Linked DNA regions of Ovis aries: region 1 is linked to region 2. Evidence: chromatin contacts called from public Hi-C data. All regions are on one chromosome and are shown on one strand. Each heading gives the region's core, a stretch centred on a gene start, on an enhancer-like site or on the middle of the called end of the contact. The rest is flanking DNA. Distances are from core to core; before and after follow the strand shown. Region 1 holds the start of KLF6 (KLF transcription factor 6). Region 2 has its middle 210 kb from the start of KLF6.

Region 1 (2,711 bases), core at 44-2,543, 210 kb after region 2:
TATACACAGCTGGTGTGGATGGGGGACCCTACTAAGATTGGTTATAGGCTCCCTCTATTTATAACCCCACCTGCCCCAACAAGATGCCCTCTTTTTAAAAATAAAAATGTGTTCGGGAGAATCAAGAGTGCACATAACCCCCTCAAGAGCCAGGAGATCCAACTTGGGTCTTCCAGGCTACTCTGCTCCTGCAGGTTAGGCAGGCAGCGGGGGTGAGGATGTGGCACCGCCGTGGTCCCCCAGGTAAGTGCCCTGTCCTTGTGAGGGAGGCTGAAGGGGGAAACTCAGATTCATATACAACACAGCCCTGCGACTAGGGCCCTCCTGTCCCTCAGCACACCTGCAGGGCTGGTCAGCCCCCCACTCCGGGGTCACAGGTGCCACCTGGGGACAGAGGGGGATGGAACGGGGAGGGAGGGGGACACAGCGCGGGTGGTGGGTGCAGATGGAAACGGGGCAGGTACAGAGGGATAATGGAGCGAAAAGGAGGGGGGAAAGAGGGTGACAGACGGGGATGGAGACGGGAATCTACAGCTGGGCAGGAGGGGGCACCGAGAGGGTGGAAGGACGGAGGGGGATAGAGAACGGCCGGCCAGCCCGAGGTCGGAGCGAGGGACAGAGGAGACCCAGCCGCGCTCCCCTCAGCTCGGCGGAGGGTCAGGGGACCAGGGCCCGGGCGACAGACCCGACGAACGTGGACCAGGGCTGAGGGGACAAGGACGGGGACACGACGACGGGGAAACCAAGGCCGGGCCCGGGCGATGAGCCCGACGGACGGGGACCAGGGCTTCGGGGACGAGGGCTTCGGGGACGAGGGCTTCGGGGACGAGGACGGGAAGACCGGGGCCAGGACCGAGACCGGGACGAGAAGGGCAGGGACACCGGGTCCCCTCGGCCCGACCGGCCGCGGCGCACGCAGCCTCTCGGCCGCGCACCTCCCAGCTCCGACTCCTCCGGCGCGAGACAGCCCGCGCCTTATATACCCTGCTAAAAATAGCCTGCGAAACCGCCTCCCAATCAGAACCGGCCGAAGTTCGAATTCTGCCAATGGCGAAGGCGGTGATGGAGAGGCTCGGTCACGCCAGGCGGGGCCGCGGTGAGCCGCCGCCCGCGATTGGCCGGAGCTGACATCATCGCCGCGCAGCCCCCGGGCCGGGAGCGGCGTGATTGGGCGGCGCGCGGGGCGGGCGCGGGCGAGTCACGTGGGGAGGCGGCGGCGGGGGGAGCTGGGCGGGGAGGAGGGGAGGCTGGCAGCGGAGCTTTGAATAGGGAAGTTTTGCAGGGGTTACGTTTGCAGTCAGTCCGGTGTTTGCAAATATTGTGCGGGCTCGCGAGCGCGTCTCCGGGCTCCGGCCAGGACCCGAACCCGTGGCGCCTAATCGCTGCCCACTTGAGTTTGCATGAACTTCCCCGGCGCTGCAGGCACGGCCGCCGCGCTCCCGACTGCAGACTGCACGCCTCCCTGTTTTTACAGCAGCGGGGACGGTCTCTTCCAACCCGACATGGATGTGCTCCCAATGTGCAGCATCTTCCAGGAACTCCAGATTGTGCACGAGACTGGTTACTTCTCGGCGCTGCCCTCCCTGGAGGAATATTGGCAACAGGTAAATAAGGATTTTCGTGAGCCAGGTGTCCCGGTGCGCCGAGCATGGAGTGCGTGCATGCACCCGCAGGACGGTGTGAGCTTGGAGGTGCAGTTCTTTTTCTTCTTTTTTTAATGGTTTGGGTAAATTTTTAAAAAAAAATTAAAATAATTATTGTTAAAACGTACTTTTGCCTCCGGCGCAGAAGGCACTTTAAAGGGGCCTTTCAGAGCGTGGAGCGGAGTTGTCATCTGAGTGGGGCGCAGCGGCGCCGGGCGCTCCCCGTGTTCTTGCTGTTTTCTGGGGCTGCTGAACCGTCTCCCGAGCGTAGACCCAGCTCCGCGGCCTGATCTCGGCCCCAGCCCTTGGCAGAAGTTTGGTGCTTGTTCCAGCTCCAGGCTCTCCACAGCTGGACCTGGTCATATGAACCCGCATGTACTGCCAAGGCTATTTTTTCTTCTTCTTCTTCTTCTTTTTTTTTTTTTTTTTTAGGGATTTTGTTTTCGTTTTGCTTTTTTGGTGTTTGTACATACAGGTTTTTCTTTCTTTCTTTTTTTTACTTAAGAATTTCACCAGCGAAACACCCACAAGCTCCTTTTCTCTACCAGGCCATTTTTAGTTTCTTTACCTTGGGAATCCTTAAGATTTGCCTCCATCTGCCTTGTTTTTCTTACCTGCTTCTTTTGTTGACCAGAAAAAAAAAAGGGGGGGGGACCAATGTTTGCACAACCAGTGACTTATCAGTCATATGACAATGAGCCTGTCCGAATTGCTTCTAGTCTCAGTTTGGGAAGAGGAGTCTGTTTGCGGCATTTTTTAGTGGAATTGGAATTTGGGGCATTGGACATTTGAAAAACTCAATTTTTCCCCCTTCTCCTGCATTAGGATTGCCTGAAAGGAGAGAGATTCTGACACTTGTCCCATTGTCTTTAAAAGATAGGAGGGTTTTGGGGTTGTCTCTGCCCTACTAGGCTGTTTGCTTTTTGTCACAAAGTGAATTAGCAGATCGCATATATTCTGTGGGTTTCAAAGCTTAGAAGGCTTTTAAGGGGGATGAAATACAAAGTGGAACAACCTTCACATGCCTGCCTCATTGTTCACAGCCCTCCCTTCCCTCTCCCCTCCCAG
Region 2 (2,700 bases), core at 101-2,600:
GTTCAAGGTGCACGCTGGCATGTCAGGGGTCGCAGAGTCCAGGATGGTCCCCAAGGCTGCCTGCACCTCCCCTGATGACGACAGCTGCCCTCAAGAGTTAGGAACAATAACAGACATGCTTCCCTTATTTTATGGAAAAAGGGTGAGAAAGGAAAGGAAAGCGCTCTCCATCGTGCTCAAAAAGAAACACAGCTGCATCCTATTCTGACATCACTGGAGACCAACAATCGGTTAAACAAAGCCTTCTTCTGGTCTATATCTGATTTCCAAGACAGTCTTATGAGGCAGGGACAGTCACTGACCCATTTTTCAGATGAGGAAAATGAGAGCCGAATCATTTAAGAGATTTGTTCAAAGGTGTGATTTGTCCTGACAAATGATGGAGATGATTCAAAACACAGCAAGATTGTCCAAGCCAACGTTCTTAACTATTAAGCTGCATTGCTGCCCCAACGTGTTTGACAGCATCTGTGTTAGGCAGTCAACTCCTGTTAACAACTAAATAATTGATAAAAGTGAATGAAGATCAGTCATGAATGAATATTCTTTAAACTCTCCAAAGACAAAAGAGATTTCATGCCAGAGGAGACACGGCTTTCCTTCACATGTTTTTTGAGCCGTGCTTAAAGAGAGCTTCCTGGATGCAGTCCTTGTCCAGAGCAGATGCTAAGATTCTAACAGGGTGGTTTTCTCTCTTTCATCAAACATAGATACTGTACATTTAAGAATTATGTGAAAATCTGCAATTATTCTTCTGGCTCGACATCTCCTCTGCCCCCAGACAGAGCAGTGAAACCCTGCCAGAATACAGAATTTTAAAGAAAAATAAAACATTGTCTCTTCCTGCCAGAACTTTGTTGTCCAGCTCACAGCTGTTCTTAGCGAAGCAGTTCCTCAACCCCGAGGACACACCAACTGATGAGAACAGTCTTGCATCACATGTGTCCCCAGCATGTCCCCAGTGAGGGAAATTGTCATCACGTAGAAGCCACAAATTGAAATCTCATAAAACAATCAACCTGGGTGCTGTGTCAGCCGCTCTCCTGAATCACAGCCACGTCCACATATTTCAAAATCCTAACAGTTTCCCCCAACTAGAAAAAAAAAACAAAATCTCAAGGTATTATTCAATGCTATCTTTGAAGTTTATGAAAATGAACTTATATTTTACTGCTTATTTTCTCACTGGTGAAGTCTTAAATCACCCATTGTCTGAAAATTATCCGAATGAACAGGTTCTGAAAAGAAATTTTCCTGGTAAGCCAGCTCTGCTCCTTTAACAATTGAATGAATAAAGACATTCGCTTAGACCTTGATGAGTCAACCCTTTCGCAGACAATGTATAACTGAAGTATTTCTAAATGCTCCCTCATATCCGGTCAGCTGCATCCACATCCACTTCTGCCAGAAGTCTGCTAGGGCAGCAGATCCGTAGCGACCTCCGTTCCTTTTCTCTGAGATCCACATGTTCCTCATAGCACCCAGGAGTGTTTCAGATGCCATTCTCATGTATTCAAATCAACTCTAAGAATTTTTTCCTCTAAAAGAAAATAGCCATGCATTCCTGTTTCATCTATTAACAGCAAGGATAGGGTGTGATAAACGCATATTTACTGGTGAAAATGGATGAACATTCTTTACTTGAAAGTACTAACTGCTGCATACTCTAATGTCTCCAGTTCATATTTGGGGGCCTGGTTTATACCCAGGATACCCAAGAGAGAGGGGGCAGAGAGCTGCTGTGTGGACCTAGTTATGCCTCTATGTAGGTGTTTAAGAAATTGGACTTTGTGAGCCAGAAAATCCACCTTCAGATTTATTCTAACACTGGCTCTCTGATTATATTCTCTTTTTGGAACTCATTGTGGGGGTAAGGAGAAAGGAAGGCATCTCTGAGTATGTATCCACACATTAACTGTAGGCTAAGAAGGCATCTCATCTTTCTACAACAGTCGATAGTTTTTCACTTGTTCGATTCCTGCCCCAACTCCGATATCTTGTGTAAATCCATGTGCCAGTCAGAGAGGAGTCCAGACTGTCCTTTGTGTAATATATTGAATAGGTTGGTCCCAATCTGAAACACATGTCATAGTCACTATCCTCTTAGCACTAATATTCTTACGCTTCCTCTGCCTTTCTCAATAAATATTCTGAAGACTATTAACTTATGTCTTGCTCTCCAAACTAAAAAAAGGTATTTCACAATACACACAAAGTCAGGTAATTGATTCCAAACGGAACTCAAAGGTTAGAGTTGCAATTTCCTCTAAAGGAAACACCCACGTTTGGAATCTTTAGTAGCTGTCTTTACATTATTAATAGCCCTACTTATATCTGACAGACAAGTAATAATGTGGCCATCTATCTCCAAGACAGCAGAGCTGAATATATTTCTAACTTTATAAATGAATTTTAAAAGCCCTACAGACACATTGCATTAAAGTAAAGAATGGAAATTTGGTAAATGGAGTCTTTGGGTTTTATTGATGAATAAATCTTTACTTTTCTACAACAGCTAATAAGGATCTTGAAGGTTAAATAAATAAAATAAACATTCCCTGTGTATTTGAGGCAGTGCTCTTTGGGCCAGCGTGGTGTGGAATGCTTTTAGTATGATGGCCCTTAACACATCCTCAAAGCTGGGCAAAGGCATCCCATAATGTTCTGTAGGAAGAGCAGCAGTCCTGGGAGAGTCCTGAT

Evidence for each region. Hi-C and Micro-C count contacts between places; a contact is called where the count stands out from the background.
Region 1: a Hi-C map of tail adipose tissue shows a contact between it and region 2, with 4 times the contacts expected there. The contact joins the promoter of KLF6 here to the enhancer-like site in region 2. A contact is called at or near these places in 2 of 16 Hi-C or Micro-C datasets (skin fibroblasts and tail adipose tissue).

The regions. Positions count from the first base shown.
Region 1 is chr13:44,181,080-44,183,790 of ARS-UI_Ramb_v3.0, forward strand. KLF6 (KLF transcription factor 6) reads left to right here and starts at 1,294. Exons shown (of 4, transcript XM_012188639.4): 1 at 1,294-1,604. The coding sequence starts at 1,401.
Region 2 is chr13:43,971,326-43,974,025 of ARS-UI_Ramb_v3.0, forward strand. No RefSeq gene overlaps it. Among named protein-coding and RNA genes, the nearest start is that of KLF6, 210 kb to the right of the region's middle. Within about 2 kb of position 1,351, at least 7 of the 54 cell types and tissues checked have an H3K27ac peak or open chromatin away from gene starts, as enhancers often do. A contact at or near this core is called in tail adipose tissue, where this site is marked.